Regions from separate parts of the Mus musculus genome. Here all the other regions are linked to region 1. A link is a contact called in public HiChIP or PLAC-seq and promoter capture Hi-C data. All regions are on one chromosome and are shown on one strand. Each heading gives the region's core, a stretch centred on a gene start, on an enhancer-like site or on the middle of the called end of the contact. The rest is flanking DNA. Distances are from core to core; before and after follow the strand shown.

What was found. Promoter capture Hi-C pulls out the DNA fragments that hold promoters and counts their contacts. HiChIP or PLAC-seq counts read pairs in DNA pulled down with a chosen protein or histone mark.
Region 2: an HNF4G HiChIP or PLAC-seq map of pancreatic cancer cells shows a contact between it and region 1. The contact joins the promoter of Cyp24a1 here to the promoter of Tshz2 in region 1. A contact is called at or near these places in 5 of 39 promoter capture datasets (the 3T3-L1 cell line, hippocampal neurons, liver and 1 more) and 2 of 115 datasets of contacts at active chromatin or transcription factors (embryonic midbrain and pancreatic cancer cells).
Region 3: a contact with region 1 is called in an H3K4me3 HiChIP or PLAC-seq map of embryonic hindbrain, with 7 times the contacts expected there. The contact joins the enhancer-like site here to the promoter of Tshz2 in region 1. A contact is called at or near these places in 6 of 39 promoter capture datasets (the 3T3-L1 cell line, cranial neural crest, embryonic stem cells and 2 more), 2 of 484 Hi-C or Micro-C datasets (both in nephron progenitors), 9 of 115 datasets of contacts at active chromatin or transcription factors (craniofacial prominence, embryonic basal ganglia, embryonic forebrain and 6 more) and 1 of 9 other capture datasets (embryonic stem cells).
Region 4: a promoter capture Hi-C map of cranial neural crest shows a contact between it and region 1. The contact joins the enhancer-like site here to the promoter of Tshz2 in region 1. A contact is called at or near these places in 15 of 39 promoter capture datasets (the 3T3-L1 cell line, cranial neural crest, embryonic stem cells and 7 more), 7 of 115 datasets of contacts at active chromatin or transcription factors (astrocytes, embryonic basal ganglia, embryonic forebrain and 4 more) and 2 of 9 other capture datasets (embryonic stem cells and liver).
Region 5: a contact with region 1 is called in an H3K4me3 HiChIP or PLAC-seq map of embryonic stem cells, with 6 times the contacts expected there. The contact joins the enhancer-like site here to the promoter of Tshz2 in region 1. A contact is called at or near these places in 13 of 39 promoter capture datasets (the 3T3-L1 cell line, cranial neural crest, embryonic stem cells and 7 more), 1 of 484 Hi-C or Micro-C datasets (nephron progenitors) and 10 of 115 datasets of contacts at active chromatin or transcription factors (embryonic basal ganglia, embryonic forebrain, embryonic hindbrain and 5 more).

What each region holds. Positions count from the first base shown.
Region 1 is chr2:169,631,159-169,633,857 of GRCm38.p6, reverse strand. Tshz2 (teashirt zinc finger family member 2) reads right to left here and starts at 1,349. Exons shown (of 2, transcript NM_080455.3): 1 at 79-1,349. The coding sequence starts at 118.
Region 2 is chr2:170,495,838-170,498,536 of GRCm38.p6, reverse strand. Cyp24a1 (cytochrome P450, family 24, subfamily a, polypeptide 1) reads left to right here and starts at 1,392. Exons shown (of 12, transcript NM_009996.4): 1 at 1,392-2,020; 2 at 2,173-2,363. The coding sequence starts at 1,763. It also overlaps a transcript of Pfdn4 not described here.
Region 3 is chr2:169,009,050-169,011,748 of GRCm38.p6, reverse strand. No RefSeq gene overlaps it. Among named protein-coding and RNA genes, the nearest start is that of Gm33622, 30 kb to the right of the region's middle. Within about 2 kb of position 1,393, at least 4 of the 459 cell types and tissues checked have an H3K27ac peak or open chromatin away from gene starts, as enhancers often do.
Region 4 is chr2:169,031,561-169,034,259 of GRCm38.p6, reverse strand. No RefSeq gene overlaps it. Among named protein-coding and RNA genes, the nearest start is that of Gm52536, 46 kb to the left of the region's middle. Within about 2 kb of position 1,384, at least 5 of the 459 cell types and tissues checked have an H3K27ac peak or open chromatin away from gene starts, as enhancers often do.
Region 5 is chr2:169,100,127-169,102,825 of GRCm38.p6, reverse strand. No RefSeq gene overlaps it. Among named protein-coding and RNA genes, the nearest start is that of Gm52536, 22 kb to the right of the region's middle. Within about 2 kb of position 1,360, at least 4 of the 459 cell types and tissues checked have an H3K27ac peak or open chromatin away from gene starts, as enhancers often do. A contact at or near this core is called in embryonic stem cells, where this site is marked.

The sequences.
Region 1 (2,699 bases), core at 100-2,599:
CAGGCCAGGAGGGCGGGCGGGCGAGCCGCTGTGCGCCGGGCTCAGGGGCCGGGCACCCGGAGCGGAGCCATCTCTTACCTGCCGCCCGCTTGGGTGCCTGCTGTTTCCTCCTTGGCATCGCTCTACTTAGCTCCAGTCTCACTTCTGGCGCCCCAGCCCCGAGCCGCGCGCGGGGGCCGCAGTCTCGCTCGTCTTTCTGTGGCTCCTAGGACGTCACTCGGCCTCTGTCCCCCTGAAGATCCCCCTGCCAGCGCTCCAGCGCGGGGCCGGAGACCCCCTCTCTGGGTGGCAGATATGTGGCTCGCGCCTGCTGCTTGCAAGTGGAGGTTGGTTCTGCCTTGTTTGTTTGTTTGGTTTTTTTTCCCCCTCTCTTTTTGTTTTGCTTTTGGATTTTTTTCTTTTTTTGGTTTTGCTTTTTGCTGTTTTTTTGGTGACTGGTGAGACACTTGATTTCTTTATTAAACATCCAAGACGGGGTTCAGATGGCAGGGATGAGGGGCGCACACGCGCCACGCGCACACTCGCGCTTAAAGATAAGGGGGGAAACAATCCCGGGAAGACAGTGGATTTCTTCTTTTTCTTCTTCCTTCTCTTTCCCTCCTCCTCTTCTTCCTCCTCTTCCTCCACCTCCTCTTCCTTTACCACCTCCTCCTTCTCCTCCTTCTCCTTCTCCTCCTTCTCCTCCTCCTCCTCCTCCTCTTCCTCCTCCTCTTCCTCTTCTTCCTCCTCCTCCTCTTCCCTGATCTTGATGGCGGATTCGCGCTGGGGAGAGATCACTCACTGTAGGTTTGTTGTTGCTGTCAGATCCCCGTCTGTGAGTGATATGCGAGAGGACAGGAGCGGGTTTGGGAAAGACAGAAAATCTGGAATTCACTCACACACACACACACACACACACACACACACACACACACACACACACACACACCACACATACGCACACGCACGCTCGCTCTCACACACAAGCACTCTCGCTTACACACACACACACACACACACACACACTTACACTCACACTCCCCACATATGCTCTCTCTTACACACACACACACACACACACACACACACACACACACACACACACACACTCACACACACACAAGACAGGGCGAGGCGATGCCAGCAAACATCGATCCCGGCTGAACAAACTGAACATTAACAAACTCCTCCTCTTCTCCCTGCGACCTGATGACAGGGAGAAATTTACTCCCCAGCCGCAGAGCGCCAGGCAGAGGGAGTCTATTAAAGGGACAGTGTCCCGCCTGGGAGAGGAGCTGGAGAAAGAGGACCCAGCCGGCTTGGCTGCAGCCCTGGAGGCACCCACCTCCTCCTCACTGGGGCAGTGGAGTGTCCGCCTGTCTAGATGCCCCTCCAAGAGGAAGAAAAGGGGGAGTGGGAAGGAAGGGGGCGGGGCTCTGGCAGAGTTGGAGACAGTTAGAGTTGGAGATTAGAAGGGGACAATCTAGGTTTGCTTGGGAGACAGATTAGGGGGATGGGACTATATCCAGTCTCAACCTGTTCTCCAGCAAATAACCTCCTCTCACTATGTAAGTTCACATTGCTTTAACTTCCACCTTCTTGGAGTATTGGGATTTTTTTTTAAACTTCTGCTTCCTGGGCAGACTAATTACATAACCTTCATTGTGTTTCCTTCCAATGCTGATATTTATTGAGCACCTATGGTGCACCTGTTATACAGTCACCACAGTGACAGAGAGTGGGGAAGTCCAGATTGTGGCTGTTATCAAGGGTGAGAGGAACAACATCTGAAACAACTTGCCCCCTGGTGGTGTTCAGTCACTTCCCAGAGGTCTACCTTGCTGAAAATTTGATGTCCACCTTTCTCTATTTGCTTTCTCCGCTGGGCTCATCAAGGAAGGTGGATGCTGTGCACAGCTCGCTCTTTGGGTAATTGCCTCAGATCTCACTAGAGTATAAGTTCTTAGGGAGTTGTGCCCTCGTTTATCGTATTCTATCTCCCAATGGTGCCAAACAGAAAACATAGAGCTCCACCCCCAATAGTGCAATAAATGAAGAGGAAGCAGGGCATGCTGGGAGTACAACTTCAGAGTGGCCCGGATTGGTTAAAACTGAGTGTTGTTTTGGGGCTGAAAGAGGAGTCCATTCTGGAGAGTCTATTGTAGCTGAACCCGGTCTCCCTGGGTACCACTGCACACGGGGAGGTAGGTACCTTTCAGCACGTGTGAACAGGATGACCCTGTCCTGAAGACGCTTTCCTTCCTTCCAGTTGGGTAGAAAGTCAATGACAAGTGGGAAGGCAGCGGAAGGAGGTAGAGCTAGGAGCCTAATGAACCTGATACTGGGCATTGAACTCAGGGCACCGTACATACTGGGCAGGCAAGACATCATACATGCTGGACAGGCAAGGCACAATGCATGCTGGGTAGGCAAGGCATAATGCATGCTGGGTAGGCAAGGCATCATACATGCTGGGTAGGCAAGGCATCATACATGCTGGGCAGGCAGTCTATCACTAAACTATGTTTCTGATCCTCTTCATTTTTTTCTTAAATGTTGAGACAGAGGTCTTGCTAAGTTATTCAGGCTGACCTTGAACTCATTCTTAGATAGGTCTTCAAACTTGGGATCTTCTGGTCTCAGGCTCCTGAGTAGCTGGGCTGATAGGCCTGAGACACAGACTGTCATGAATCTGGAGTATGAAGAAGGAAGGATGTTTA
Region 2 (2,699 bases), core at 143-2,642, 860 kb before region 1:
TTTCACATGGCCTACAGTGCACTACATATATTATAAAATGTATGTTTCACAGAAACACAAGAGACTACATGAACTTATAGTGCATGCCGTATACACGACAGTGCATATTAACATTGATCTAGTGGATTTCATATAAATTATTGCATATATGCAGTTTTTGTTTGTTTGTTAGCACGACCTCTTAGGGGAAATTCGAGACGACAGTATTGGAGCACAAATCACAAATTTGCAAAAGCCTTTCCAGAAGCAGACAGGTGTTTACGGAAGACTTTGCTATTGCTTGGGTCACAGTAACCTTCGGTCAGGTGACTGGAAAGCCGAGGAGGAAAGTCTCTGCCTCCTGCCTGGTTGCTGGCGCTTGGCATTGGAACAGCAGGAAACAATATGAGTCACTTTAAATCAGTGAAGACCAATTTCCTTTCCAGAATTAGGAAAGTGAGCTCTAATCTATCCAGATACAAAAGCAAGGGTGCATCTGTGGCTAACTCTGCCTGCTTTAGGGAGAAAGTGGGGGCGCTTAGGAATCGGTGGGTGCCTCTGCTCTGCGAAGGGTGGGCGGTGTGCAAGAAGGAAAGGCTTAAGGGGACATTGGGAAGCACTCCAAAGGAACCAAGCCATGCCCTCAAGGCACTCCACAGTCTCCCGCAGAACTAAAGCCACTAGCATCCTTTGTTGAGGACATACACCTGTGTACGTGCATTCATTTATTCGGTTCCCTAACAACCCAACCCGAAGCATCGAGGAATCTGGTAAGGAAATTCTGCAAATCGCATTGGGCTTTCTTGCCTAGCTTAAGACCCTGGGTAAGAAAATTATCTCCGCCCCCCCCCCCCCCCCACTTGTTGGTATATCCTAGTAAGTTTCAAATCCTCTCTTCCTTCAGAGGCTCAAAAAGGCAACATTCATCCAAAGGAAGTCCAGCTCAGGCTACGAAAACTTGTCTCCCGGGATGTTGGGAGGCAGGCTCGCTCTCCACTCTCTTGGCAAGCGCGGGCGGTCTTCCGCACTGTCCTCAGGAACCTTGCCCGCCCTGAGTGGCGATTGTGCAAGCGCAGCCTTGGGCTCCTGCAAGGCCGGCTGCAACCTGCAGGAGGAGGGAGAGGAGGCGTGCTCGCAGCGCACCCGCTGAACCCTGGGCTCGACTCGCCTTTCTCAGGTTATCTCCGGGGTGGAGTCCACCACGGTGCGTCCGCCGGGCCAGCAGCGTGTCGGTCACCCGAGGCCCCGGCGCCCTCACTCACCTCGCTGACTCCATCCTCTTTCCACACCCGCCCCCCGCGTCCCTCCCATCCTTGCCAGTCGGTCCCCCTCCGCCCTTATTCAGCGTGCTCATTGGCCACCTCCAGCATGCCCTGTTCCCATAAATACGAGGTCCCTAAGCCCGGGAGCTCGGGGAGGCACAAGGAGGTACATCAGACCTGGCGGCATCCCTTCGACCCTCCTTGACCCCTCGTGGCTTTAGACCTTAGAAGTCAAATTTGCAAAGCCACAGAGTACTCGGGCCAAACCCCGGCCGCTCTTCCCCAGCCACTGTGGCCAGCTCAGGGCAGGGACCTGCGCCCTAAACAACTGCACCTTGCAGCATCCCTGGGCATCTGCCTCTTCCAAGTCCATCCTGTTGTACAGTATTTTACCACACCCGCGGCTTCTGTTTGCCTCTCTTCCCCAAATCGCCAAAACTTCAGAACCCAACAGCACTTCCGAAATACCTTACCCATTTCAGTCCCTACTGCTCCTCGAGTGTCACGGGTCGCCTGCTACTATGAGCTGCCCCATTGACAAAAGGCGCCCCCTGATCGCTTTCCTGCGCCGGCTGCGGGACCTCGGGCAACCCCCAAGGTCCGTGACATCCAAGGCGCACGTGAAGCGTGCGCCAAAAGAGGTGCCCCTCTGCCCGCTGATGACCGACGGTGAGACTCGGAACGTCACCTCCTTACCTGGACCCACCAACTGGCCACTGCTGGGCAGCCTACTGGAGATTTTTTGGAAAGGTGGCCTGAAGAAACAGCACGACACACTGGTAAATAGTTTGTTTCCTAATCACCTATTGTCCCCTGTTCCCTATTCCTTCCGGTCGGGGTGGCAGGGGGAGCTCAGGTCAGCAGCTCGAGGCAGAAGCGCCCGGGGCACCTGAGGATGCGCGCTGATGGCATTTGGCCCGCCCCGCTGCAGGCAGAGTACCACAAGAAGTATGGCCAGATTTTCCGGATGAAGCTGGGCTCCTTCGACTCGGTGCATCTGGGCTCGCCGAGCCTGCTGGAAGCTCTGTACCGCACAGAGAGCGCGCATCCCCAGCGGCTAGAGATCAAACCCTGGAAAGCCTATCGGGACCATCGCAACGAAGCCTACGGGCTGATGATCCTGTGAGTCAGTCCCCTCTGCTGGACGGAGACGATGGGAGGCTGGACGTGCGGGACAGTGGGGAAGGGGAGTCGTTAGAGTTCCCTGGGACGTATGGACAACGAATATAAAGCCCCTGCTCTACCTAGAGCTGGTGCCATCCTGAAATTGTGCTGTAGAGAGTGGGTTCCCCTCACAAGCTATTCAGTGAAGGGATGCACACATGCTGCCTCCCCCAACAGGACACATCAAAAGCACCATGCCCGCTTTATTTGGGCTTCACCTTCCAGGTGTCGTCTTGGGCAAGACTTAACCCTAACGTCAAACCAAATATTTTAACGTTGTTTGACAATTTTATA
Region 3 (2,699 bases), core at 144-2,643, 620 kb after region 1:
CAGCATTTGGGAGGCAGAGACAGGTAGATCTCTGTGAGCTCAAGGCCAGCCTAGTTGACAGAGTAAGTTCCAGATAAACCAGGAATGGATATATGGACTCTGTCTCAAAAATAAATTAAAATTAAGTTGTGTGTTTTAATACACCTCCTTTTTAATTTTCTGTTTTCCCAAACTTCTTTGTGCTCTGCAATGCGCATGATCAGAGATGTGCTTATTAAATTGATGAGAAAGTACACAGGCAATGGCTGCATATCCTCCGGCTCGCCCAGGCGTGAGCATGGCTCTTCGTGGTCCTGCTATCCGGACTGCATGCATTTAAAATGCTGCCTTTGTGTTCAGTTGGGATATGGGAGTTAACTTAGATTTTCCAAGCACTGGATCATAGCACAAGTTATCTTAATTCCTGATGTGAGAGTCCCCAGGTAGCTGCCAGGTGTCATAGTTGCAGCGGGGACCTCGATGGCCTTGTCCCTTCTTGTTCCTGTCTAGGATACCTAGGATGCTGAAGCCAAGTACTCAGCCATCAACAATTTCACTTCAGTCTCTGGTCCTGCTTGTCCAGTTCTGCCTGGAGGATCTCTTTCAACATCTCCATGCTGCTTCCTTGGCCCATCAGGATAACCACATATTCATAGCTCAGCCGCCACCACAATAAACTACATCTCCTCCTTTTCTATCAAGGCACGTAGGGGGGGAAGAAATGCCACCTTTTATTGAATCTTTCTGAGGCATATGTGTTGATAACTCCTCGCATAACCTGCGATGGAGGGGGACTGCTAGTAAAGCCAACGCAATTATGACTGGGTAATTTGAAGGGCCCACTTTCTCTTGACAGCAAATTAATTGATGTTATAATGGGTTTGTCACCCTGTCATCCATCAACATTTATTGAGTTCTGACAATGTGCTGGATTACATGTGAAAGAGTGCATGCACGCACACGTGCACACACGTGTGTGTGTGTGTGTGCATGTGTGTGTGCACGCACGCGCTCAAGTGTGTGCGTGTGTGTGTGTGTGTGTGTGTGTGTGTGTACGTACACACACACACACCAAAATCCAACTTATTTCTTCTGAAACTGGCCCACTTACCGTATGGTTTGGGGTGTATAAAGTTTTCCTATGTAGGATTTAAAGTCATAATTCCTGGGTCCCTGCTCCCCACCCCCACCCTCCTCTCCTCATTTATCTCAGCACAATGGCGCTGGTTGGCTTTGAAGATGAGTTGTAATCAACTCGTGAAGTGGAAGAAAGAGAATTCTGATTTGCGGGAGGAAGAAGCTCTCACGGAGCGTTGCATTTTAATGACTCTTGTTTATTAATGACCCGGGCTTTCCTGATCCACAGTCGACTGTGAGGGCTGGAAGGGTCCCTGCAGATGCTGTCTCCCCACAGAGGCAACATCAGGGATCTGGTGGCTTGCAGAGCTGACTTCTGCTACCTGGGCCTGGGTACAGGGTGGGGCCGTGACTGAAAATGACTGGGACAATTGGTTTGTGAAACGGGCAGAGGGTGGTCAGGGGCACAAGTCAGGAGCAAAAATCAATCACCAGAAAATTAAGAGACTTCGTTTGCAGCTGCTGAGGAGGAGATTTAAAAAAAATCACAGGAAACAAAACCCCACTGAAAAGAGGTGTTTAATTTTTAGGTCGCCCTGAGTCTAGGGTGAAAGAATACTCTAGTGTGGATCTCCAGCTTTGTCTCCCCCGGCATCTATTGACATATTTATTCGCATGTGTAAACCTGCTTTGAGCGACACTTTCTGGTATTAAATCAGACCGCCCCCCGGAGCAAAACTTCATCGGAACCGTGCTTCCTTTATCTCAGAAGCTCCGGTTACAACCTAATGTTATTTTAACAGTTTTTCTTTAATTTAACGATATTTAATTTGTATTCACTCAAGTGACATACAATAGATCATGCTATTACTATGATTTATATCCGACGAACTGGCATAAATCCACCATTATAAATTGCGCCTGTAAATGAAACTATTATTTTACAGGAATTACCCGAGCAAAAAGGCTAAGGACCCTCCAAGTCAACCTTAGTCAAACCCACTCTTTCGAGTTTTATATTTTATGCCTGCAGTAAAGGCTTCCCTGAAAGCTCATAACCCACGCACACAAAAAAAAGTCATTCGAAGTACATTAATTACGATAATACCGTCCAAAAAGCTGCAAGGGCCTATTTTTGTGACATCATTCTCTGATTTCTTACTACCTTAAATTATCTCTTTGATGGCCATGGAGATTAACAGTCATGCTTTTATCATTAAATATAAGGCATTTTAAAGCCTCATCCACCTAGGTTCTAATTGATATTGCTTTAAGTTGGCAGATAGTGACCTGATTTATAATTTAAATATGCAGCATTATCTGCCTCTCTTGAGCAGAACGAAAAACCGAAGTCCCTCTCATCTTTCTCGGCAATGTTAACATCAAGGAAAAGTCACTTTCTTTTTCCCCCCACCCCCGCCCTTTTATATCCTAAGCCTAATTGAAAACTGTTCATTGAATTTCAACATGATAGAAAAGTCTTTTTATCTCTCAATTTGTCCATTAGCGATTATAATTGAAGTATCTGCTGCAGCACCGAGTTGATATTGTTCTTGTTAAAATTCCGAGTTTCTCTAAATCTTTCAGAAGACATCAAAAAATGCATACGAGTATCTGCGCACACACGCACGCGCACGCATGCA
Region 4 (2,699 bases), core at 135-2,634, 600 kb after region 1:
AGTGGGGGCGTGGCACACATAACATGGTATATGGGTGGAGGTCAGGGGACACTGTATCAGAGTGGGTTCTGTCCTTCCACCGTGTAGATCACAGGGATGGAGCTCACCCCATTGGTCTGGCGGTAAGTGCCTTTACTAAGCTATCTCTCACCCGGTTAGGGCAGTCAGGGCGGTTAGGGCGGTCAGGGCGGTCAGGGCGGTCAGGGCGGTCAGGGCGGTCAGGGCGGAACTGATCTTGGCTCCCCTACATGATTTGCTTGGGTCTCACAGTGCTTTCTGTCAGTAGCATGGGGAAGGCACTTTTCCTTCCAAACCCTAGGCCGACTCAAAGAAGCCTCGGGGCCACGTATGATGCCTGTGAGCTGCGAACCCATTCATAGAGACTCAGACCTGCACATCCTGGTGCTTTAAAGCAGAGCAAAATCCAAAGACTATAGACCCGCTGAACCGGGCGGGGAGAGGGGAAGGGGAGGGGAGAGAGGAGGGGCGGGGGTCCTTTAGGCCTAAAGTTCAATTCCTGAGACTACCATGATGGAAAAAAAAAAAGAATGAACTCCAGAAAGCTGTCCTCTGACCTCCACATTCTGAGTCTCTCTCTCTCTCTCTCTCTCTCTCTCCCTCTCTCTCTCTCTCTCTCTCTCACACACACACACACACACACAGAGAGAGAGAGAGAGAGAGAGAGAGAAAGAGAGAGAAAGAGAGAGAAAGAGAGAGAGAGAGAGAAATTTCTATCCACCAAGCAGTCAGAAAAGTTGTGGGCTGAAGAACGCTTCCAGCTTTAACAAAGTTTTAAGTAGGGTAAAGGACGAACTACAACTTCTTTGTGTTTGCACCCCATTATTCCCACCTGCTTAACACTCCATTGTACACATGAAACCCTGGTTAGCATAATCTCTTACAGATGGAGAAATCTCAATAAGGCCTTTAAAGAAGGAAGAAATGCCAGGAAATTACCATCTCGACACAAAGGAAAGCAAAAAACAGGCAACATTCTCATGGGTAATTTCTAGCCCACTTAAATTTAAAATGACATTAAAATTATCATCCTGCTTATTTCTGGGGAACCTAAGTTCCTCCCACGCACCCAGTCCTATATATTTAATTCCCGAACAAACAATTTTGCCTAACCCCACGGTCCAAAAACTCAAATTATGAGCTACTTATTCCATCCAACCAAAAGCTTCCAGAACATAGAATGAACCACTTGCTGAAGTGGTTGTTATTATTATTCGAATAATATTGACGTTCATCTCCACTGGGGATTCCCCTTCAGCTCTCTTCTCAGAGGGTACTTAAGTAAGAATTCTGACTCCTAAAAGAGAGTGAGGGATGTGTTTTGGCAGAGGAGAAATGACAAGCACAGAAAGCATGGGGCTTTCTGGATGTGGGGCTCTTCGCTTAGTCTCCAGGCTGGGTTATGTGAAGCAGAAGGACGATGAGTGGCCAAAAGACTGAAGCTGAGTGGTTGGAACTCATTTTCTGGGGGGCTCCTGAGGAAGAGGAGCTATTCCCAGCCCTTTGTCAGATTCTTCTCCTTTCCAGGAAGGGTCAACAGGTCAGGCACCTTAGCCCATGGCAGAATGGAAATTCTCAATGTGTGTGTGTGTGTGTGTGTGTGTGTGTGTGTGTGTGTGTGTGTGTGTGTGAGAGAGAGAGAGAGAGACAGAGAGACAGAGAGACAGAGATAGAGAGAGAGAGACAGAGAGAGAGAGAGAGAGAGACAGACAAAGACAGACAGAGAGAGACAGACAGAGAGAGACAGACAGACAGAGAGACAGAGAGACAGAGAGACAGAGACAGACAGAGAGACAGAGAGAAAAATTGGGGCCAGAAGGAAAGGGTACAGAGCTGTCAGTGTGGAGGAATCTGTCCCTCCAGTCCCTGTGGAACACTGGAACTGGAAAAGCAGGAAGTCCCTCAAGGAATGACTGCATAGCAGATGTGTTTTCAGATTTCATGTCAATGACAAATGTCGGAGAGTAACAGCTGGGCAGGAAAGGTGTTTGGGCCTCAATTACAAAGAGTGTTGGTCTATATATGTTTAGGTCAGGGCGTGGCACTATTAGAGAAGGTGTGTCAGTGTGAATGTGGGCTTTAAGACCCTCATCCTAGCTGCCTGGAAGTCAGTCTGCTAGCAGCCTTCAGATGAAGATGTAGAACTCTCAGCTCCTCCTGCACCATGCCTGCCTGGATGCCTCCATGTCCTGCTTTAATGATAATAATAAGAGAACTGAACCTCTGAACCTGTAAGCCAGCCCCAATTAAATGTTGTCCTTTATAAGAGTTGCCTTGGTCATGGTGTCTGTTCACAGCAATGGAAACCTAAGCTAAACAGTGCCCTCCACTGTCGACCCAGTTACCCATTGCTTGAGACAAGGCAGAACACCACCACTGCAGAGACATGTGGTAAAGGCAGAGTGGGATTAGGGACCGGTTACACCATTAAGATCTGTTTCCTCTACCAGGCCCCATCTTCCACACTGCTGTCATCTGCCATTGTTCAGACTGGGAATTCTGCTGTCTCAGCAGTGGGTTCCTCCTCAGAAGCCAGTCACATCCCCCAAACCTATCAGCCTGAGGAGTACATGTCACATACAAAAGCACAACAGAGAGTCCAGGGCAGCAGGGCAGCCTTCCCAGATACCAACATCACCAACATGGCCGAGAAGTACTAGAAAGCTTTGGAGTTTGGAGAG
Region 5 (2,699 bases), core at 111-2,610, 530 kb after region 1:
TGGTTGGTTGGTTTTGGTTGGTTGGTTGGTTTTGGTTGGTTGGTTGGTTTTGGTTGGTTGGTTGGTTTTGGTTGGTTGGTTGGTTTTGGTTGGTTGGTTGGTTGGTGGTGGTAGTGGTTGTTGTTTTGTCTTTGGTTTTTCAAGACAGGGTTTCTCTGTGTAGCCCAGGCTATATTGGAACTTGATCTGTAGACCAGGCTGTCCTTGAACTCACACAGATCCACCAGCCTCTGCCTCCTGAGTGCTGGAATTAAAGGTGTGGGCCACAACCACCTGGCTTCTGTTTTAAAATACCATTTCTTCCCTTATTGCATTTACCAAATAGTTTTTCTTCCACATTCACAAATAGGAACTGAGACATAGCCAAGCCACCATTCATATTTATTGAGAAAGTCTAGTTTCCAGTTGAGAACCATCTTCCCCATCCCTTGAGGGCCCTCTACTTCAGCCTCCATAGCTCCTGTCATTTTGTTGCGTCTGGAGTTGTTCTTCTGGCTGTTGTTAGTTTCACCGGCATGTTTATATCTACGAGATCAGAAGTGGAAATTACATAAAATCTGAGGCCAGTTAAATAACCCCAATATCGTTCTAATATACCATTCAGTCGTAGTAACCAACTGCCCCATAAGGGCGTGTTAAGAATCAGCAAACTGGCAGAGCCATGAATAAACCAGTTTCTGCAGGTTTCAGTCACTGCTGTATTTCCATGGCCCAGCACATGACTAACGACTCAGAGAATAAACATTGCGGAGTGGTGGGAAGGAGGAACTAGAAAGCTGCCTGGTGCGTGCAATCACAGACTCCCTGGAACCCACGGGAGGAGTCAGTGCTGCTCAGAGGCATGCATGCTGTGGAGACTTACTGGAGAACACAAGAAGGGAAAGCCTAGAAGATTCTCTCCCCCAAGGGTTCTGGAGAAGTTCTAACCATGTTCACTCTGGAAACACTTCCGTGAGTCACCAGTTTTTCGGGATAAAGGAAATTCAATCTGGATTGAGGGCAAAGAATGCCTTCTACGGCCAAGATGGGAGGTGTTTCCTGAAGAGCAAACAAATGTCCCGGACCTTCCTACTGCTGTGGTAGACAGATAGGAAGAGGAAATGGGGGCAGGGCATGCTGGAGTTCAAGGGTAGGGCCCTGCATTGCCTGTGTAAAACCCTGGATTCTATCCAGTATCAAATAAAACTGGGGGAGGGTACTGCCTTGTGATCCCAGCACTTGGGAGAGAGAGAAAAGAGGACCGGGGGTTCACAATTATCCTTGGCTACATTGGAGGTCAGCCTGGGCTACATGAGATCCTGCCTCAACAGACAGAGCGGGAGCACAGTGGAGATACTGAGCCGGCAACAGGATGGGGTCAAAGTTCATGCAGCGTCTGCTTCCCCTCTCCAACAGGGACACCATCGCCCTCCCTCAAGATCCTATAAACAAGTGAGAGAAGCGCACCTTGGTCAGCAGCATTGACGTTTACTCTGTCTTTCTATAAGAAGAAAGAAAAAAAAAAAAAGAAACAAAAAAACTTTTCAAAGTACCTGATCGTACTGATCTATAAGGAAATTAAAACGTCGCTCCCTCTAGGCAAAGTCATATTCAAATTTTTAAAAAAAATGGGCTTTTTCTTCTCTGTGTTTGTGTGCCAACTTTGGGGGTCATCCCTCAGATGCCTTCCCCCTTTGGCTTGAGAAGTAGCCTCTCACGGACCTATAATTCTCCATGTAAGCTAGGCAGGCAGCCAGGGAAGCCCAGGGGTCCTTCTGCCTCTGCCTCCCCAGTGCTGGGATTGCAAGCATGCACCACCATGCCTGGTTTTTCACATGGGTTCTGAGGATGGAAGTCTAGTCCTTGTGCTTGCAAGGCAAATATTTCACCAAATGAACCATGGCCTCAGACACCGCCAACCCCTGGCCCACCCCCACCCCCACTCCCCCACCCACCCACCCCACCCACCCCACCCCCCCACCCCCGTCACCAGTCTCCAGCCCCACCTACGCCTCCCCCATCCCTCCCCTGCCTCTCCCACACACCACCACCACCCCACCCGCCCCCGCATATTTTAATTGGAGTAGACTCTGGCTTACAGTCTTTTGGCCTCTGGCATCAGCCTCGGTTCACGGTAGGGTCACGTCCTCAGCACCCCCACCACAACCCCGCCTCTGCCACTGAAGCTCAGGTCTGAAGGCAGAAATTCTCTCCAATAACATCTCCTTTGACTTGGAGGATGTAACTCAAAATCACATCGGGTGGAGTTTTTTAAGTCTGGAACTAGGAAACCCGGGGTCACAGCAGCAGTGTCCCAGCCTCCTTCCACCCTGTCATTTCTCCATATAATTTTCCTTCCCATGACCATCAAGTGGTCCAAAACTGTTGCTGGAAGTACCCGCTGCCATCAGGTATCATACGATCCGGAAGAATGGAAGGAGAGAGGCATAGAGTCGGCTCCTTTTAAATATATTCCCACATAATTAAACAAAAACTTAGATTCACAGCCCCAGTGTGCTGCAAAGGACTCTGGGAGGACTTGCTACACTGGGGGCTGTTTTGTGGTACTGAATAACTGAAGGTCAAGTCTAGGGAATACGGGGAGGGGCGGTTTCAGGTAAGGAAATTATCGGTTCTCCCACTCACTCCAGTATGGCTTATGCCCAGTTTTAATTTGTCTTTCTCTGCCTCTCTTTAAGTGCTAAGAAAAATAATGAGAT